Regions from separate parts of the Mus musculus genome. Here region 1 is linked to region 2. A link is a contact called in public Hi-C data. All regions are on one chromosome and are shown on one strand. The core of a region is the stretch at or near the end of the contact, and the rest is flanking DNA. Distances in the headings are between cores, read along the strand shown.

The links. Hi-C and Micro-C count contacts between places; a contact is called where the count stands out from the background.
Region 1: a contact with region 2 is called in a Hi-C map of the G1E-ER4 cell line, with 2.3 times the contacts expected there. The contact joins the enhancer-like site here to the promoter of Trp53rka in region 2. A contact is called at or near these places in 2 of 39 promoter capture datasets (both in the 3T3-L1 cell line), 1 of 484 Hi-C or Micro-C datasets (the G1E-ER4 cell line) and 2 of 115 datasets of contacts at active chromatin or transcription factors (embryonic limb bud and pancreatic cancer cells).

The regions. Positions count from the first base shown.
Region 1 is chr2:166,043,517-166,047,806 of GRCm38.p6, reverse strand. Ncoa3 (nuclear receptor coactivator 3) reads right to left here. Exons shown (of 23, transcript NM_008679.3): 3 at 247-351; 4 at 1-24. The coding sequence starts at 332. Among named protein-coding and RNA genes, the nearest start is that of Ncoa3, 53 kb to the right of the region's middle. Within about 2 kb of position 1,901, at least 140 of the 459 cell types and tissues checked have an H3K27ac peak or open chromatin away from gene starts, as enhancers often do. A contact at or near this core is called in the G1E-ER4 cell line and pancreatic cancer cells, where this site is marked.
Region 2 is chr2:165,490,277-165,494,667 of GRCm38.p6, reverse strand. Trp53rka (transformation related protein 53 regulating kinase A) reads left to right here and starts at 1,354. Exons shown (of 2, transcript NM_001007581.1): 1 at 1,354-1,621; 2 at 2,957-4,391. The coding sequence starts at 1,366. The coding sequence ends at 3,435.

The DNA of each region.
Region 1 (4,290 bases), core at 652-3,151, 550 kb before region 2:
CACTTCTCACCACTGTAGACAAGCCTGGAAGGCGGAGAAAAGCCACAACTTACACCTCTCAAGAAAACTTAAAGCAGAATCCGCCCCATATTATGCATTAGTTTTGTGTGAAATAAACTAAACTTAGCCAACAAGAACCATCAAAGTGGTGGCACAAAGTATACACTGAAGAAATTCCTTGTTCAGTGTCACCTTTGATTAGTCCCTGGCCTTGAGAAACATCTGGAAATGGAGATGATCACCTACCCCTGTCCTGGGGCATCACAGGGCAGTTTGCGTTTCCGAGACTCAGCGGCCAGCGGATCCAAAGAGCTTTCGCCTAGTCCACTCATCCTGATCACAGATCAGCAACTGCGGAAGAAGAGGTGACAAGATTAAAGCACAAAAACAGGCATTTTCTACGAAGGTGTCACATGGTGGAACAGCTGTATCCTGTGGTCCTGGGGTATTTCTGTATGAATGAGTGTGTCTGCACAAGCTCAGAGCTCAGATGCGTTGTAATTATGCTGGGCATGGTGGTGCCAGCCTCTAACCCCAGCACTCAGAAGGCTGAGTCAGGAACATTAAGGATTCTGGTTAAGCCTGGTCTACAAAGCAAGTTCCAGGCCAATCTGGGCCCAGTGTCAACTTATATTTCACAAATAAATTATGTTTAATAAAAGACTATAGCACTTCAATCTTGAAACAATTCTGAATTTTATTTATACCAAGGTAATAAAAGCTAACCCAGTGATTTGGTAAGAACACTTCAAGTAATGAGCCCAGACTAGGCTAGAAGATTGGTTTTGACTTTCTGTATATGAGTGAGTGTTTGCCTACATGTATATATACATATGTATGTGTGTGTGTGTGTGTATATATATATAGCTAGCATGTGTATGCAGTGTCCCCACAAGCCACAAAAAGTCGCTGTCAATCCCCTGGAGCTAGAGTTAAGAGGCAGTCATGATCTACCATGTGGGCATGTTGGGAACAGAACTCATCCTCCTGTCCCCAGGCTCTTTTCCTAGGTAGCACTTCTGTCCACTGGATCGTTTCTCTTCCATTGTTAAGTCCAAGTTAGCCTAGACTATATTAACATGACTGTAGAACTACCCTACGTTCTTCTTAAAGCATAGGTGCAAAGCCAGATACACACTATACGACAGGTTGCCATTAAGTCACACAGCAGCCATTATTTACATACTGACGGCTGGAAAAATAATGTATCTTGGTTAAGTTTCGCACACTAAGACGATAAATACAAGTTATTTCTTTTTGAGCTTATAATGTCAGGGCTCTATTCAGCCTCATTTACTAACTAAGTGGTTAACTCGTGCGCGAACATGACAATCACTGGTCTAAAGAATCCAATGTTGCATCAGTATTGCAGCCAGCCAGCCTGCAGTTGTGCCACTAGGTGGCACAATTCCACCACAAAGGCCAGTTTAAAAATAAAAATAAAATGTAAAAAACCCCACATGATCAAACTTAAAATATGTAGGTCATGTTTGTTTTGAGACAGGGCCTCATTGCCCAGACTGGCCTGGAACCCATAGTTGTGGTTGGCCCTGAGCACCAATCCTCCTGCCTCTGCTTCATACTGAGCAACAAGTATTTGCCGTCCTATCTGTGGTCACACACACCTTTTGAACCCTCTACAGTGTCAGACTACAGCATCATGTAGACAGACAAAGTGTTAAACAGACAAGTGTGGTTCTAGCTGTGTTGTCAATCAGTTCAGAGATTATTTTTTTAACTGAGCAACATTGAGCGCTTACATACCTATCTTTACTTAACTTATTCCAGAAGTCTAACATTATCTTCTTGCCCTTGTGCTACATGGACTGCAAGTCCACGTGGAGAACCGTCAGTGAAGAGCAGTTCATGGTTTGATCTGTACTCCACAACAGGTCTGACTTTGCTGTGCAATACAGCATACAGCAGGAAATGAACATCAGTGGAGTGGTGCCAACTCAATGTAACTGAATACACAAAGACTGGCAGTGGCTCCCTCTAAAAACATTAAAATGCTGGTTACGGCTTACCGTTAACCAGCTTCCTTTTTGTTATCTCAGGGTTCTGACAGGAGAACATGCTTGCTAACTAGCCCGAAGCACAAGGACACATGGCCAAAAAGAAGAATTAGTGAGAGGCCTCAGAGGGCAGAGGCACTCTCTTGCCTCTTTCCTGGCAACCAGAGATCCATCCTGGGGCCCACAAGCTAGAAGGAAAGAACCATGTTTTCTGTACAATGTTTGTAGACTGAGACCTGTGTGCATGCACAGGCACACAAACGTTTAAAAAAAGATTAAACAAAAAATATCAATGCTGGTGTTCTGTTTGAGCAAGTTATTTTAAGGTCTAAGAAAAACCTTATTGTACCAAAATGAGAGGAGGTAGGCCATCCAAGGATAAGGCAGCAGAGACTGGTTAAGCCTTCCCCTTTTCCTAACTTAGTTAGTAACAGAGGGAGTGGATGAGACAGAGCAGAATGGCACTGAACTAACATACACTGGGTGGTTACACATGGTGACCCCCACCACACACATGTGATTAGTTCTGTTCTACAGATAGGGAAGTGGCTAAATAGCTTGCCTAGAATCATTACTAGATCCGGATGGAAGAGGCTATGACATATTCCATAACCAACCAAGCCATCACCAGAGCAAACGATTCATGACTCATTCCCTAAGTCAAACTCCCTCCACCCAGCTCACAAAGCTTCACAGCTTAATCAGGAACCACATAAAGTGCTGTAACATCTGCTGGTTAGGGGCATGAGGTAAGGGTCTGGGCAGGTAGGGGTTACCTCCACAGGCATTATGCCTCCTCCTACCCACCACTCCCCATGACACTGCCTGAACCATGCTCTGCCAGGCCTGATACCACCCTGTCTTCCACATGACTGTTTGTGTCTTCTCTAATTAATCTTTGTCTCAAAGAGGCACATTTTTCAAAGTACCTCTGGTTTCCTGCAAGTGACAATCAGACCTCAATCCTATCAAGGACTGTCCAGGCTGCACCACTGAAGAGCACGGCCTGACTTCACTGTACTACAAAAACATGTGCACATATAAACTGTCAGTGAGGGCCAGCACTGGATAAAGCTGGCCTTTCCAATTAGATGTGTTTACTTTCAAATAGATAACATTTCATTAGAAGTCTTTTTGTTTGTTTGTTTTTTCCCCCAAGACAGGGTTTCTCTGTGTAGCCCTGGCTGTCCTAGAATTCCCTCTGTAGACTGTAGACTAGGGTGGCCTTGAACTCACAGAAATCTGCCTGCCCCCACAGCCTGGTTCATTATATCTTTTTAAATCTACATTCATTCACAGCACCAATCATTCATCAGAGAAGACATTTAGTAATGAATCAAATTCACCAATATCATGTTCAAATGTTATCATTGGCCATCAGACTTCACCTCCAAAGAGCGAGTTTACCTTATCACTTTCAAAACATTGTCTGCCAAATATACAAACTTGAAACCCATAGATTGTCAGTCACTGATTCAATTAAAAATAGTATTTTGAGGCTGGAGAGATGGCTCATCAGTTAAGAGTACTTAACGTCTGCTCTTCTAGGTATCCTGAGCTCAATTCCCAACAACCACATAGTGCCTCACAACCTATACTGGGATCTGACATCCTCTTTTGGCATACATGTATATAGAACATTCATATACATAAAATAAGTCTTAAAGAATTTCTGAGGACTCAAAAACTAAAATAGTATTTCAAACCAGGAATGGTGGTGTGTACCTTCAATCCCAGCACTTGGAAGGCAGAGGCAGGCAAATCTCTTGAGTTTAAGGTCAGCCTGTTCTATAAGAGAAAGTTCCAGGACTGCAAGAGCTACACAGAAAAACCTTGTCTGGGGTGGGGGAGGAAAGACAAAACAAAAAAAAAAGTATTTTAGGGGCTGGAAACCTGGGTTCAATTTCCAAAACGCACAGGGCAGCTCACAATTCCAATTCCAGAGCCTCTGACACCCTCTTCTGACCTCCACAAGCACCAGGCATGCACATGATCCACAAACATAATGTGTAGGCAGAACAACCATAAAGCAAAAATTAATAAATCTTTTTTTAAAGGTGCTTCGGTGCGAAGCAGGCGGCTCAGCCAGTAAAATGCTTGCCTGAACTCAATACTTCAATCTACATAAAAGCCAGGGGCAGTCATGTACACTTATAAACCCCCGCCCCCTGTGTTGGGGGGAGGGGGGTGATACACGAATTTGGGAGTACTGGGCAGGCTGGGGAAGAAGACACCCGGGGCTCACCAGCCAGCCAGCCTAGCCTAATTAGCTAGT
Region 2 (4,391 bases), core at 105-2,604:
TGTGTGATGGGAACCACTCTAGCAGGGTAAAGTGTGTTGGGGGGTGGGTGGGTCATCAATCAAGCAGTTGAACGGCCAAAACCAAAGGGAATCTGAAACAGGTCTGGAAAGTAGAAAACCAGGGCTGATAACAGTTGAACTCACTCTCCTCATAGAGGCTAGGAAGGGCTTGTCTGGGGAAGTGACCCTGCAGTGGAGAATAACCTGCAGCTCTAGGTGATATGGAGCTGGACAAACATTTCCCTGCAGAGGAAATAGCAGGTGCAAAGGCTCTGTGCCGAGGGAGCATCATGGAGGATGGGTGGGGATTCTGGAGAGGGGAGGGTTTATAAGGGATGCAGGAGTCCATGGGCCCAGTTAAGGTTTAGGTCTTTCTTCTTAGCACAGTAGGGAGACACTGAAAGGTTTGAAGCCGCTTTAAAGAGCTAAACTCAGCCTGACTTAGCAAGCCTGGCTTTGGTCAGCACCTTTGCACAGTTAGATTTCTAAGGCAAGGGTTCAGATGGGTTTGGTTACCATAGAGACGGCTGGGTGGACACAAACAATTATGATAATGAAGCTACAGACTTGAGCACTGGGGGATATAAACGAACCGGGTTCTGGGTGCGCTTTGCTGGAAAACACATTTTGCCCACACAAAGGGTCTGATTATGAAAAGGGACCTGCCATGAATATGAACGAAACCCAGGGACCACAGAGCCAAGATGCTGGTGCCATAGCAACCCGGGACTCAAGGGCTTCTCTTCTGTATTTTCAACAGAGCCCCAAGGAGCGTGGGGCAGGGACAAGGGGGTCAAAGGCCATGTGAAGAGAGCCCTGTCCACCGGCACCGCGTAATCAGCCTCTTAATTCTGATAAGCCCTCACCCTAGCAGAACCAGGCAGCCTCATTCTGTAGTTGAAGATACCGGATCTGAGAGGGATGGTGCTGGCTGCTGACAGGCTGGTGCCAGGCATCAGGTGGCGTCTCCGGATAGAAAGCTTCGCCTAGTCCCTGCCTCCTTCCCGGCTTAGAGCATGTTTCCATAGACTGAAGTGGGACACGAGTTCAAAGCTAATCTGAGCTACACCGTGAGACTCTGTCTCAAAAAAAAAAAAAAAAAAAAAAAGGTCCCAAAGCCGGAGCATCACCGTGATGAAGAGTGAGAAGCTGTTGGCCTAAAGTTGCTGAGCGCTCACGAAGACAGACAGGGAAGGGCCAAGTCTACAGGTCCTAGAGGCTCCGCTGAGCGCGGAAAGGTCGCGAGGCGGAACCAAACTAGCAGGGTGAAGTGTGTTGTGTGGGGCGGTGTTAATGGCGGAAGAGGCCGGAGGATTTCCGAAGCGAGCGGAAGCGGCGCGGTCAGGGTCGGAAGGAGTCGGAGGCATGGCTGGCACGTCCTCGGAGGCGGAGGCCGAGGCGCTGGCCGCTGCGCGCGAGCGGAGCCGCCTCTTCCTGAGCGGCCTAGAGCTGGTGCAGCAGGGCGCCGAGGCGCGCGTCTTCCGTGGCCGCTTCCAGGGCCGCGCGGCCGTGGTGAAGCACCGCTTCCCGAAGAGCTACCGGCACCCGGAGCTGGAGGCGCGGCTCGGCCGGCGGCGGACAGTGCAGGAGGCGCGCGCGCTGCTCCGCTGCCGCCGTGCGGGTGAGGGGGGCCGGACGGGGCTCCGGGAGACGGGACAGACAGGGCTGCGGGAGACCAGTGGGACGTGAGAGACGGGGCTCCGATTTCTAGGGGACAGGATCAGATGGCAATGCTTAAGGACTCAAGGCGACAGTCAGGACGCCATTCTGTTTGGTTCGCGGGGCTTGTTTAGCGCTCGGGTCCCTCCGTTTCTCATTTCTCTGTTTCTGCTTACCGTCCTTCCCTCTCCATTTGGTGGTCTTAAGCAGTAGGTGTCCTGACAGGCGGGTGGCAGGAGCCGGGCTCTGTGGATTCACATTCTCCCTGCATTGTCTCCCTCGTAGCCATTCAGCGAGTCGTCTAGCCCAGTTACCTTGTATGTCACCGGAATCTCAGGGATATTGTGGTCATTAAAGAAGGCATATGCATCACATGTTCTTATGCTGACATAGTTCAGTAAATGTTTGATTTCATTAAATTGTTATTCTTTTCTTTAAAAAACATCCACACCCCCACAAAACAACAACAACAACAACAACATTACTCCAGAGAAAATGAGACTCAAAGAGGGGAAGTGCCTGAGGTTCCACAGCTACCAGGCAGCCTGTCTGTGGCCCAGAACCACCGAGCCTTTGCTATTTTTCTCTTTAATGGTTTTTAGGTGCCCACTGCCAGGACATTGATAGGTGCCAGGAGCCAGGGGAAATGCAGAAGTGAACAGGCCTGTGCTTTTCTGCCCTAGAGGGGCAATGGAGTTATAAAGAAGTGTTCATATATTCTCCTTTACCTTTTGTAAGTTTTATCAGACATGGGTGGGGGCTACCTTGGTACCCCAGTTTCTAGGAAACTGTTCTGAACTTGGTTGACATTCAGGAGAGACTCCTGGTGTTAACTGGAGGTTTTGTTACCACTTTACAGTTGTGGAGACTGAGGCATAGAGTAGCTAAGGGAACCTTGAGGTTTCACGCCTAATAAGGGATCTGAACCTGCCTGTTCCAGAGCACAGATGAGCCTGTAAGGTGACACCCTGCTTAGCCACTTGCCTGGTGACTGTCAGGTAGAAACTGCCCAGACTGCAGGATGCTTTCCTTCTGGCTTCTTGTTTTGTTTGTTTTTAGGGAGCAGCAATGAATTCCAGTCCTCAGGTGGCTTGAGAAAGGAGGAGCAAGCCTTGATACTTCCAGACTTACCCTGGCCTGGTCTCAGGCCGTAGTCCTGCAGGGCTTTAACAGGGCAAGCTCTGGATAAATTGTATCATTTTCCACAGTAGTCTAAACCCTGTTCCAAAGCTGTCTGCCTGTGCATGAAGCTGGCCTTCATGAAGATGCGTTCCCTAACCACGTGTGTCCATTGCAGGGATAGCTGCCCCAGTCGTCTTCTTTGTGGACTATGCGTCTAACTGCTTATATATGGAAGAAATCGAAGACTCGGTGACTGTTCGGGATTATATCCAATCCACTATGGAGACTGAAAAGGACCCCCAGTGCCTCTTGGACCTGGCCAGGAGGATGGGGCAGGTTCTGGCCGGAATGCACGACCAAGACCTCATTCACGGGGACCTCACCACCTCCAACATGCTCCTGAGGCGGCCCCTGGCGCAGCTGCACATCGTGCTCATCGACTTTGGGCTGAGCTTTGTCTCAGGACTGCCGGAAGATAAAGGCGTCGACCTCTATGTCCTGGAGAAGGCCTTCCTCAGCACGCACCCCCACACCGAGACCGTGTTTGAAGCCTTTCTGAAGAGTTACGGGGCCTCGACCCAGAAGTCCAGTCCAGTGCTGAAGAAGTTAGATGAGGTGCGCCTGAGAGGGCGAAAGCGGTCCATGGTCGGGTAGTGGAGCTGTGGTGAACTGGCTCACGGTGAAGGATGATGTAGACGAGGCTGGACCCCTCAGCAAAGCATGGGTTGTTAAGTGGTCTGTGATCGTGCTGGGCCACCACCATCCATGGCTCACTGTTCTCAGGGGCTTCATGTACATGAGGTTTATTCTAGGCAGAGCTGGGTGGGTAGCCTGGGCTGGCTTCAAACTATGTAGTTGAGGATAACATTGAACTTCTGGTGTTCCTGTATCCGTTGGAGTATCGATGTGTGCTGTCACATCTGGTTTCTTTGGTGCCTTGGGCTTGCTAGTCAAGCACTCTACCAACTGAGCTGCATCCCAGCCCTAGACCTGGCTGTTCCAGATCACCAAGCTTTCCCAGACAGTGGCTGTGGAGCTCATGCAGAGCAGGCAGCCTTGAGCTGAGACACCCTGGAAGGACAAGGCAGGGACTCAGTTTGGGATGCAGTTTTTTGTCTGCCTTTTACTCTGGTCGGGTATTTGTTATATGTATGAAGACTGTGCTCGAGGCTAGTTCAGTGGATGTAAACTCCACTTTGAGAAAGCAGAACAGGCTCCGACTGGGATGCAGTGGACTGCTCCGTGGAGCTTGTTCCAAGTGTGGATTCCTACGTGGGTGTCTGGAGTTTGATATAAAGGATGTTTTTGAGGGGCTGGAGAGGTGGCCTGGATCTAGGAGTACTTGCTCTTCCAAAGGACTCCAGTGTGGTTTCCAGCACCCAGCTGAGGGACCCAGTGCTGCCTCCGCCTGCTCAGGAGCCTGCACCTATGTGCTCATGTCCTCCCCCACTCCCCCCCCCCTCCTGAACACACGGATAACAAAAGTAGCAAGAACACATTGTTAAAATATTCTTGAGAGTTGTTAAAAGATGAAAAAAAAAGTACTTCCATTTTTTCTTTTATAGGAAAGCAGGCTCACAGTTTTTCAACAGCAAAAACAAGGGGGCGGG